3 separate regions of the Zea mays genome follow, and all the other regions are linked to region 2. Evidence: chromatin contacts called from public Hi-C data. All regions are on one chromosome and are shown on one strand. The core of a region is the stretch at or near the end of the contact, and the rest is flanking DNA. Distances in the headings are between cores, read along the strand shown.

The links. Hi-C and Micro-C count contacts between places; a contact is called where the count stands out from the background.
Region 1: a contact with region 2 is called in a Hi-C map of leaf, with 6 times the contacts expected there. The contact joins the promoter of LOC100193381 here to the promoter of LOC100273224 in region 2. A contact is called at or near these places in 3 of 25 Hi-C or Micro-C datasets (leaf and leaf mesophyll).
Region 3: a contact with region 2 is called in a Hi-C map of ear, with 2.6 times the contacts expected there. The contact joins the promoter of LOC100282223 here to the promoter of LOC100273224 in region 2. A contact is called at or near these places in 5 of 25 Hi-C or Micro-C datasets (ear, leaf, leaf mesophyll and 1 more).

Annotation. Positions count from the first base shown.
Region 1 is chr1:65,906,269-65,910,316 of Zm-B73-REFERENCE-NAM-5.0, forward strand. LOC100193381 reads left to right here and starts at 1,648. Exons shown (of 8, transcript NM_001138510.1): 1 at 1,648-2,046; 2 at 2,443-2,513. The coding sequence starts at 1,918. LOC100279238 (pseudouridylate synthase) reads left to right here. Exons shown (of 18, transcript NR_158723.1): 17 at 1-139; 18 at 809-1,161.
Region 2 is chr1:65,508,523-65,512,750 of Zm-B73-REFERENCE-NAM-5.0, forward strand. LOC100273224 reads left to right here and starts at 2,505. Exons shown (of 8, transcript NM_001147666.1): 1 at 2,505-3,068; 2 at 3,621-3,733; 3 at 4,005-4,112; 4 at 4,193-4,228. The coding sequence starts at 2,564.
Region 3 is chr1:65,250,269-65,254,306 of Zm-B73-REFERENCE-NAM-5.0, forward strand. LOC100282223 reads right to left here and starts at 1,947. Exons shown (of 4, transcript NM_001371844.1): 1 at 1,531-1,947; 2 at 1,121-1,222; 3 at 522-809; 4 at 60-410. The coding sequence starts at 1,863. The coding sequence ends at 345.

The sequences.
Region 1 (4,048 bases), core at 398-2,897, 400 kb after region 2:
CTTCTTACGAGGAGCGCATATCGAAAGTCAAAGCGAAGCTGGCTGATAATCTCAAGTAGAGCCACCGTTTTCAATTGTTACACCAATACTTGGAAGAGAACTTATGGAACTGTAGAAGGTTTCTTCCAAAAGCCTATATGTATGTTCAGTTGGTTTCACTATTTTATTTCACTCTGGAGCCATGCGTTTGTTTTTTTTCCCATAAATACTTTGGTGCTGCAGGAGGCAATCCCTCTTTATGCCGGTCTTCGCCTTCTTAAGCTTGGCAGGTTTATGACGTGCGCTTTTTTTATGGCAAAATTGGATCTGTTAACATGTGGAGATGGAAATTACCCGGAAACATGAGCTTAGCGTGGATTTTACCATTTTGAGGTGTTAGAAAAGCGTGCTGCCTATTTTAGACTAGATATACAGACTAAAACATATGGAGCCCCACATTTCGGGTATTGTCAAGTTGTGCGTTTCACTTTCAAAATAGTGTAAGGGCCTTGTGTTTTTTTTCTTCTTCTGAATTTGTTGTAAAATAGTCTAGCATCCCTTGCAAAGAGGGGGTAATGTTGTTGTCACATGATGGTGTGTACCAAAGTGTAGTAAAGCATCCCTTGCAAAGAGGGGGTGGTAGTGTCCTGTATGTTTTTTTAAGCAAATGTGACAAACTATATAAGAAATGAATATTTCATGTGAGTTATGTATTTCCAGCCGTATTATTTAGGTTACTTGCATTCATATTTAAGCAGCTTACAAGGAATGCACGTTACTCTGAGATCAGAATCATTTAAGTGTCCATCTACCCTTTCCTTGCTTACAGGGCACCCCATCTCTTGGTGACTGTCGTTCGCTACAGGATGACGGCAAAGCTTTATTTAGCGCTGGTCGGTGTCAGTGTCACTCATATGGTTGTTAGAGCTCATGCTCAGGGATTTCTGAATGCTGAGGCCTTGGATCTTCTCGCTCCCAAGGCCACGGGCAGGAAATCACAAACGGGAGAAGTTCTATGGTGTAACACCCTTGTACTTGCACAGTTTTACAGCAAATCAAATGATAGCAGAGTAGCAGGAAGTACCATGTTTTAATTCCTCTTTCTGATCAATGGACTTTTAGGACCAATTTGGAGGCAAAACCAGAGAGTTTCTCTCCCATCAAGAATTAAATGCCTTGTACAAATGACACCCCACGCAAAGATCACAAGGGAATTTAAGTTTCAAACTAGCCCTTAGGGGATTTCTCAAATAAAGCTATGCTGCCCATTCTGAGTTCTGACTGCATTGTCCGAGTATTTGTACGATGCTATCTACTGTATGCATTTTTTTATCTCTAATGTATAAAGCACTAGATTTCAAAGTTCCACCTTTATCGTAAGTTCCACCTTTATCTGCCCTTCCCATTTAAATGATAAAAAACTAAAATTATGTATAAATGAGGATTCAAACCATAGTTGTTGGGTTTAAACCCATGTTCACATCTTACTAACATAATTTACATGTTTTTATGTTTTATATACTTTGCTATAAATGAGAAACCGATACTTTACTAGCTTGTTGTATCATCATCTTTACGTAGCTTTTTTTTTTAGTAAAGACAATAACTAATATACAATCATATGTTATGTGCAAGCGTGGCTACCAACCTATAGTCTTAAACCGTCAACAAATGCAGTTTGGTGATATGAGCAGCAAACAGAGATTAGAGAGGCAGCAAAGAAAGATAACAGAAGAGACAGACGGAAAGAACACCGGAGGCGGAGAGCCACAGGAGGAGGAGCTCGAGGGACGACGACCAGCTGAATTAGGACTGGAGGGGGCAGACGACGTCGTCGTAGCGGCAGCAGCAGGAGAAGGGAAGACTCAAACGAGGGATCTCCGAGAGAGGAGTGTGGTAGGCAGGAAGAAAGAATAAGGCGAGCCGAGAGCCATTCGCATGGAGGCGGCGATGGATCTGATGCGGCGGATGCCGCCACGGAGCGCGGAGACGGCGCTCAACGCGCTGCTCTCCCTCCTCCCCGACCACTCCCTCGACCTCCTCTCCCAGGTCGACCTCCCGCTCCAGGTATCCCTCCTTCGCCGTTTCGGTTCGGGCCTCTACGTCCTCTGGTTCGGATAGGGATTAAACTGCGCCAACACATTTGCTCCCTTCGTCTCGAATCGCTCGCGGGGATTGGATGCTCCGCCGAGCGTGGGTTTGTTGGCCGTGCCATTTTTGCGCCGTGTTCGTCGAGAAATGCGCGTTTCTTGCCTTGGCACCTGTACTGTACTGCGCATGGTTCTTCTGAATCCAGGTCACATGTCAGGTAGAATCACGCTGGTCCAACCCATTTTTGCAGGTTTCAGTGGCACCGAATCTGAATTATGCTGCCCGCCGACTGAATGCTTCCCTGTGTCACGTGCAGTTAGATTCTTCAATTCTGTCTGCTTACACAAGGTTAAACGGTTTATTGTTTTTCAGGTTTGCATGGATAAGGAGAGCCTGAAGGAATACATTCTATGCGAATATAACCGTGATGCTGACTCCTACCGGTCAGAAATTCACGATTTCCTCCATCGTCACATTTACATTTTGTTCATGTTCTCCACCAGCACTGGACTGTCATTATTTTGTAGCGCATGTTGCAAAATAGACTCTCATTGCAGTGCCTGATCTGAATGAATAAACATGACCCACACCAGAACTTTAAATCCTTTTTGGAGGAAGCTCTTATTTTTTCCCTCAAACACCAGGAGAGCTGCATATCTTTAGGCTGTCTCCAGCAAGGTTCTCTAAATTTCGTCCTCTAAAGAAATATTCTTTGTCCTTTACAGCATCCTCTAAAAAATTTTGTCCTCTATATCTTCTTCATCTCCGGCAACATCCTCTAAAACCGGTCCTCTATATCTACAGTTTTAACATAATCCATATATTATTAATAAAACAAATATCCGTGATCATTGCATGCATATTAATCCGTATTTATTTACAAAATTACGAGACATTTAAATACTGCAAATTATTTTTTATTCATATTAATAAATATGTTGTACAGCTGCACTCGCACAGTGGCACAATTGCATTTTTTCTCTTTGTTGGATGCTCGTCCGGTGACTTTCGCATCGCGCTGCCGCTTTTCCTCACTGGCCGAGCTCGTCCGCTGCTGCTCCTCCTCGATCGCCATGCACCACGCCGCAGACGAGCTCCTCCGTTCTTCTGCTCCTCGCCTACTGTCGCGCTCGTGCTCCTCCAGGCGGTCCGCCGCACAAGCTCGTCCTTGTCCCTGGTGATTTGCTGCGCGGGCTGCTTCTCGTCTTTGGCGATCGGCGCTGGCGATCGGCGCGTGTGCTCCTCCTCGTCCCCGACGATTCGATTCACTGGACGGGCGGGCTGCTTCTCGTCTTCGGCGGCGGCCGATGTCTATTGTGTTGCCCACGCTCATTGGCCGGATAGCGGACGCACAACCATCCGCCACAAATAGCGTGCGCAAGGACCATCCTCTACTTTACCGGAACCTTTACATCCTTGTTGGACACGATACAGGATGTTTGGTTCTCTAAATTTGGCGTACAGGACGGTATAGCGGCCCTTGCTGGAGCAAGTCTTATATATTAGAGAGAAAAAAGAAAGCCCCTGAATGACAGGGGCCAAGTACAAACACACACACACACACACACACACCAGACTAGTTACATATAAGTTACATGATCCGACCCAACCGAGCCAAGTTTTTCAACTAATCCTATACACCTAAGCTGCTAAGTTGCCGGACACCAGACGTGGCCCAGCAAACTAACTCATCTAGAAACTTCTGCTGCACTTTCTTCAAAGGAGAATCCTTGTCAAAGGCCACCCTATTTCTTATGACCCAGATGCACCAAGCGCCAAGAATAATAGCACTATTAAGGTTCTTTCGGAAATCTTTAGGAACACTGTCTCCTACTCTTCTCCAACACTCAGCAAAGGAGTCCTCATCGTCATTAATGGTCAGATGACCAAGACTGAAAGGGCCATGATGCTGTACCCAAATTGTCGTGCTAGACTACAAGAAGTCAGGAGATGCTGAATAGTTTCATCAGCTTGGTCA
Region 2 (4,228 bases), core at 1,255-3,754:
GGCGCAGTGGTTGTATAATTAAATACACCTTTCTATCTTAAAAAAGCAAAGAACGACCGGTCTTAAATCCACAGAATCTTCTGAACAAAGTTCCATAAGGTTGACAAAGCGAAGCATAAATTTTCTTGACAGTGCTCAATGCTCACGTTGAGCCAGCCATACTACCATACACTACACATCATTTGGTTTGGGAACTCACCAAAGTGAGCCGGGACGCCTAGTTCCACGATAGTGGCAAGGCAGGGGATTGCGGAACTGGGGGGAGGAGATGCTGCTGGGGCGGAGGCTGCGGCAGAACCCCGCACGCTAGCTGCAGGGTGCCGCGGCGAATCTCGTGGGAGAGCGGGGATCGTATGCGTTTAATTGTAGAGAAACACAAGCAGATTAAAACGCTAGCTGGCTGGAAGTGCTGGGCGCGGCGGAGGCGAGTAAAAGCGAGATGGATCGCGGCGGCAGGGCAGGGATTCGTTTCCATGCATGGCGATCGCGGCGCAGTAACTCGCACGCGCTGGAAATGGACCAAATCTTAGCCGCATCCAACACACTTACCGCATCGGGAATCCCGGATCCGGTCGAGGATCAGGCGCGCAAGGAGAAGGGATTTACCGGGAGCGTAGCGTAGTATCTGAAATTCATGCGCGTCAGATCGTCCCCCCCGCCGTCAATGCTGAGATACACAGCTCAGTTTCCTTTTCCTCTCATCGAGAATGAACGTAGTACGGCGTGCGTGGCTACCTATTTATACAGCGAAGATCAGGATGTGCGTGGAAGACAATACTGGTGAAGGTCGCGGCGGCGTACGTACGGGTCATGGTGAGCGGAGGAGAGGCCGCCGGGCGGAAGCGGAAGGCCTCGTCCGCCGCCGAGGACGTCACGTCGCCCGCGAGGCGGGAGCCGCGGCGAGGGCTGGGCGTGGCGGAGCTGGAGCGGATCAGGATGGCGCTCGAGATGGCCGAGCGCTGCTACGCCGCAGCCGCCGCGTCGTCGTCGTCCCTGCCTCCTCCGACGACGGCGGCTCTGGTCGTGCATGCGGCGGCGCCGGCGCACCGCCACCAACACGTACGTACGCGCGCATGACGATTCCGACGCAACCCACTCCACTCCACTCCACTCTCTCCGCGTTCACGATTCCTGATGAGAAAATGAAGAGAGAGAGAGAGAGAGAGAGCGAGCGGCTTTGATCTCAGCACAAGAATTTATCTACAGGTCGTCGGAAATGGAGCTGCTCATCAACTGCAAATGGCCAGAGGGTATTTGACTCCGTATTACCTCGCCCAGCATTACTATGCCAATGATCCTTTGACCAGCAGGCAAGTATTTTTTTTACTACTCCTACACAGTTGCATTTGTGTAATGTAATCTAAACCATCATACATGATGGTTATATGTGCGTCGTCGCCAGCAGGCTGTTTACGACGAACGGCGGCGGTCACCCTTCGTCCCATCACAACCATACTCGTCAGGACGATCAGATCCAGAGCGCTGTCACTATACAGGCTGCCTCGTCTGAGGTATCTGTTTTTCTTCTTCTCAAATTATAAAGCTATTTTAATTTTTTAAGAGTCAAAAGATATACTAAGTTCGACTAAGTTTATATAATAAAATAATATTATTTACGATACTAAATAATTATAATAAAATTTATTGTTTACAGTATAACTATTCGATACCATAAAAAAAATATTTCTATATTTGTTATCGAGATACTTTGACTTATAAAATATTTAGGATAATTTAAAATGATTAAACTAATATATATATATATATATATATAATAAAAGATACCTAGAAAAATTCTAAACAAATAGAATTTAGAGCGGAGCAAGTAAATTACCGAACCTTTATCCCCGTAATCTACCGATTCAATTTTCAGTGGCGAGAATGTTCATTACAGTACGGTTTTACCCGGTCTGACGTGCAGAGCTCATCATCGGTGAGCCAGTGGCAGCAGGGTCACCGGCGAGCGCGTGCCAAGCCCAAGCCTGGCCAGACGACGGCGCCGCCCCAGGTCGCATTCGTGGACCTCGGAGACTCGGACGACGACAATGGCGGCGGCGACGTCGAGGAGCTGGACTTGGAGCTCAAACTATAGAACGAAGTAGGATTTTTGCTGTCCAAATGTTAGGTTCTCGATCCAACAATGTGTTAATTAAATTCTTTATCTGCATGGCTGCACTGCATAGAAGCTGTCAAAATCCATTACTACAGCTGGTACACACTTCGAGCGTACCGTACGTATATTCCATTGTGTAGAGCAGTTTGGTTTCCTGTGAGTATAAATAAATATATAACGTTTACTGTTTCGTCGTGTAATAAAAATAAAATAAAAGTCGTCTTGCCGCGCCGTTGACGTAAGATTTGCACGGCGCCTTCCACTCTGCCCCTGTCCCTACTATAAAAGCGTTCGCCCCCCGTCATTTTGATAAAAACCATGTAAAAATATATCTAAATAAAATATAAAATAAAAGGCTCGACGTCGTCGTCACCTCTCTCGCCGTCCACGAGTCACGGCGGGCGGGCGGCGGCGGCGGCCGGGGGTCCCGGTTGCACACGGCTCGCCACCATGCCTGACCCCACCACCAAACTCCCCTCTCCACGCCCCCGCCGGCGCCGCAGGCTCTTCAGCCTCTGCCTCGGCACAGCGCTCCTCGCGCTCATCGTCTCCGCGCTCGTCCACGTCGTCGCCCAGCCGCCGGGTCCCGCTCCCGCCTCCGCGCGCTTCTCCGTCATCATAGACGGAGGCAGCACGGGCACCCGGGCCCACGTCTTCGCGGCGGGGCCCGACGGCCGCCCGGATCTGGCGCGCTCCACCGTGATGCGCGTCTCCCCGGGCCTCTCGTCCTTCGCCGCCGACCCGGCGCGGGCCGGGGAGTCCCTGAAGCCTCTGTTAGATTTTGCGAGGGATAAGATTGGCGGCGCCGTTAGGGAGGCGGAGGTGCGGCTCATGGCCACCGCAGGGCTGCGCCTGCTCGAGGAGCGCGCCCAGGAGGCGATCTTAGCGTCTTGTAGGGACGTTCTACGAGCCTCTGGGTTCCGGTTCGAGGACGCGTGGGCCAAGGTGATCCCAGGTACTGCTTGTCCCTTGCCATTTTCTGCCATCTGGGGCAAGTCACTGTACTTTAGCTGTAAAATGTTCGGTCGCTGATTGCACTATGGATAGGGGATTGGATGCTTAAGCTCTAAAATGCTCGGTCTGATTGCATTGTGGTAAGGGAATTGGGTTTTTAAATTAGATGACCAATAATGCAATGAATTGGAAATGCTAACTGATTCCAGGTGTGTTGTGTATGTAAAGAGAGTGCCAATTGCTGCGGGTTTGTTGTTGCAAATCTGCAATAGATGTGAGTCGATGGATTTAGAAATGACTAGCAGAAATATGTAGTGGAGATGCAGCTTTAGGGGATTCCTATATGACACTTCTGTTGGTTGACTAAGAAAAAACTGGAATCAATATGACGGCATGCAGCAATTTATAACCAATCTATGCAGTGCAAATTAGTAACTAGCTTAATTTCGTTGTTTGTGTGTTTTTTTTGGGAGGGGGGGGGGGGGGGGGTTATGGTGTGTAAAAGTGTTTTTTGTATCATTAGCTGTTACACTTGCTGGTTCTTCTTTTACAGGCTCGGATGAAGGTGTCTATGCTTGGGTTGCGGCAAATTATGCTCTTGGAAGACTTGGAGGGGATCCTAACAAAACCGTTGGAATAATTGAACTTGGGGGCGCTTCAGCTCAGGTTTAGTGATGAGTGCATACACAGTTTATGATCTTGCATCTTGCTTAGCTACAGTGCATGCTAATGAGTCCCTGACACTGTACTAACATTGAAAAGGGCTCAGCTGAAATTATGATTTCTTTAAACTTTATAAATGCCTTCAGTAATATAGGAATACAGGATGGTCAAATTCCACTTGTGGTTTTTTTATGTCAATACATATAATAGTTTTTTTTGTAATATTCCAAACATATTTTTCTTTACGAAAGTAACTGTTGCTGTTTTGTTTCAGCTTACCTTTGTTTCTGATGAAGTACTTCCACCCAAACTGTCATATAATTATACTTTTGGTGAAACAACATACACTCTCTATACCAACAGCTTTTTAAACTTTGGTCAAGTGAGTTATCTATATCCAAAGACTCTTCTACTTTGTATAATCTTATGGATCCTGGGCTGACAAACCAGTTACTTCTGCAGAATGCAGCTCAAGACTCATTCCATGAAATGCTGAGG
Region 3 (4,038 bases), core at 697-3,196, 260 kb before region 2:
TACTAATTACAATACAGAAATATCATACAAGTAGATAAATGTAATTGCAAAAGTAAATATAGTGAACAAACCACACGAGACAAGAAACAATACAAGATACTTTCTTGAGGTTTGGTTGCCCGTCAACAATCTATGTCCTTTGAAGTGCCACAAGACACTATGCAGCCAAATTGATACAAAAGGACACTGAACACGGGAATCCAATATTACATGTATATAAATAGTGAGCCATATACATGAGGGCTTTTTAACTTCAATGAATCTCGAGACCAAATCCAGGACTGGCGTCACTATAATCCAGAGTTTGGGCTACCGGTACACCTACAAAAATCTCAAGAGGAATTTCAGTATTGCTGCCTAGGTGGCTTCGACTCTGCTACCGTAACACGGATCTGTCTGCCGTCCAAGTCCTGCAGGGTAATGATAAACCAATTCAGTACATCCTGAAAGACGACTAGACTTCAACTTTCGAAGGCTGTGGCGTGAGCAGCTAGGGGAAAAAAGAGTGATTCAGAACTCACAGCGCCATCGAGATTAGATATTGCATTCTCAACCTCTTCGGCGGAACCGTACGTGACAAAACCAAACCCCCTTGACCTTCCACTCTCCCTGTCATAGATGATCCTTGCTTCCAGTACCTCACCTTGCTCACTGAACAGGTTTGCGAGAGCTGAATTGTCAACTCCCCAGGAAAGGTTACCCACGTAGACCCTGTTGGCATCACCCCTGGGTCTTTGCGGTGACGGTGATGACCGATCTCTGGGTGGTGGCGGCCCAGAGTTCACCCTCAAACTTCTTCCATCAAGCACCTATATTTCGAGAGATCATGTCCGATACATAAGAAAATGAACAACTTCTAGACATTCTGTAACAGAATATACTCAATCAAGGAAACAGAATACAAATGCTCTATCTGAATCCTTAAGAGTAACCATTAACTTAGAACTTGATTTATGCAATGCAGGATCTGGTGCGGAGACATGAATGAACATCACGGAATTCCTAGAGTATTGCAAAGGTCACAATTCCAGGTAAATAAACAATGTCGCACATTAGGAGAATGATCCATTGTGACAGCAAAAGAAGGTGCATAGCTCTGGAAGAACCGGAGTGAACTCACATAGCCATTAAATTGGTCAACAGCCACCTCAACCTCTTCGACCGAAGACATGGTCACAAACCCGAATCCACGGCTTCTTCCCGTCAATTTGTCATAGATAACCTGCAACAAAATGCAATGCTATCAATTGGCAAAAAAAATTGATATATCTTATTGATGGGGGTGGCCTACTGAAAGAAGTTATGACCCAACTAATTGCGTTGTTGACTGTAGTTAGTATTCTTATTGCCTATACCGCAGCTAACAGTAGGCATATTCTGTCTCTCAACTTTGATAGCACTCAATATCAGTTAATTTCCCAGCAGCATGAACACTAGGATCGCCAAATTTATAGGCGAAGTATAATAGAAGAAAAAACGAAATGTGATCACTAGGGCCTACTGATTATCGAATGCATATACGACACCCACCTCGACCATCTCGACGGAGCCGGCCTGCTCGAAAAGTCCCGCGAGCTGGGCGCTGTCGACGCTGAACGGAAGGTTACCGACGAAGACCCTGAGATCATCTGAAAACTCGTCCCCGCCCGAACGCCCCTCCGCCTCGAGCTCCTCCGTCACGGCCGCGGTCGCGGCCGCTCGCACGGGCTCGAGCGGCCTAAAGCCCACCGCCGCGGCGGACAGCGCGTGGAGCTGCGGCAGCCCCGATGGGAAGGCGGCGGCGGACGGGGCGGCGGCGGCGGGCTTAGCGGAGAGGGAGAGGAACTGGGGCAAGAGGGAGGTGGAGAATAGCGTGGCCGCCATGGGAAGGGCAGAGCCGCAGAGGTGTGGGTTCGGTTTTGGGCTGATAGGGTTTTGGGGATAAGGTGAGGACAGAGGACTGGACAGAAGAGGGAGCAAGGGACACCGGGTGGGTTTGTAGTCAGTGATGCGGGTTCGTTTCTGGCCCGATGTATTGGGCCGCAAAACCGTCAGATACAGCAGCAACCTTTTTAGGTGGGCTGTGGACCAATCTATAATATTTGTTTAACATTTTTTTTTTGGCATGGATGCAATACTACGGTATGATTAAGCCCATGTACTGCAACAGGAACAGGAACAAAAAAAAAGCCACGAGATGTTTGATAGCCAAGCCAAAATCAAGATCATGGTAAATTCAATCTTGCACACATAACAAAATACTTCCTCCGTCCCAATATAATATTCGTTTTAGGTCATTGTTTTTGTTTCCATATTCAAATTGGTGACAATGAACCCTAGACAACGCCCTAAAACGGATACTATTTTGACACAGATCTTTGCGGCGAGTAATTTGTAGCAAATTTTCGCTTTGCCCAAGAACAATAGTAACGGTCCCTGAACAATTACCAAATAGTTAGGACCGTCCTAACATGTTGTTGTAGCAAATCATCCTGACATGGACCAAATCAATTTGCCTAGCTACCAATTATTATTTAGTTACAATATGAATAAAAAGGATATACGATTAGAACCTTCTGGATGGCACAAATAATCTCACAAATGCCTATCATAAGTAAAAGTAGATTATCACTGTAAACTGTCACAGTGGCCTATTTTGAATAATACATATATCAACCGACACAAATCAGTTTAGAAATTTTGATAGCATTAAACATTTACTTACATATGTTATTGTTTCTACATGTGTGCCCCACATCAATCGATAAGTAAGCAATTACATGTATGTATGGTCAAAACAAGCAAGAAATAAGGTCGCTAGAATTGTTCTAGTAATGCGCCAAGTGCATAAAAGAAAACATGGTGTGTTAAATAACCTCGAGGATTAGTTTGAGAGCCAGAAAACCGGAAGAAATTGAAGTGGTTAAATTCTCTTCTTATTCAAAACTGAATAAGAAGGAGAATCTAATCCCTCTAATCTTCTCCGATTTTATGGCTCCCAAACTAAACCTAAGAGCTTGATCTCGCTCCATCAATCATGATGCCGCCAAGAGATTCATCTCCTTCGTACAAAAGTTGACAGTGGTCTGATTACCGACTTTCATTGCACAGCGGCCATCCCTTGCAAGTCCGGCCCCTACGTACCATTGCAGTCCAGGAGATGATACTAGTCTCTTCTGAAGAGAGAAGTGGCTTAGCTTGTTCTACGTAACCAAGAGCTTCATTTGACTATGTACTAGCATCATTCAGTGAATTCCGCACCTCCATGCATGGACTCAAGGATCCGCACGACATCATCAAGCAAACTGATGATTTAGTACACAGGGAAACCAGGGAGTTACTAACCTCTCGGCCATTGCATTCCATCCACTCTGCACGACAATCTTGTGAAAGGAGGTACATATATGGATAACAATAGGCTCTAAATTTTATTTACGCTATAAGATTTAAGAATTGGATTGGATTAGAATCAGACTCTATTTCTATTTATTTTTAAACTAAAATTTATTTAATGCTCTACTATTTTGTGAAATAGCATTTAGATCGTAATCTATTACCACCCTTAGGTACATGGCGATGTGTGCATTGCCCACGGGGAGCAGGGCCCGGCAGACCAACTCGGAGGAGGCGACCGTGCATCATCACTCCAGAAGCAGGGCTTTGGAGTGCCGCGGTGAGCGAGAACTTGTCGAGCGCGTAGGAGAAGAGCGCGAGCGAGTCGCGTGGCTGCTCGGGGCTAGGGCTAGCCCTAGAAAGTTTATGGTTATGGCCAACAATGGTCGACCGAGAGAGGCTATATATGGCCAACTTGGCGACGGCCAGCATAAGCATGGCTAGAGGAGGCTACTACTGGCTGGAGCCTGGTCATATATAGGAGGCTATAGCTGGCTGCGACTTGGGTGGAGCTGGCTGTGGTGAGCATGAAGGGGTGGCTACCAATCTTTGGGGTAGCACAATCTTTGGTGTGAGGAAGGGAAGGAGATGAATATGTGAGTAGTAGTAAGGATGAAAATGAATATGATTAGTCATGATAACCATTCTACTATTTTTATTTTCATA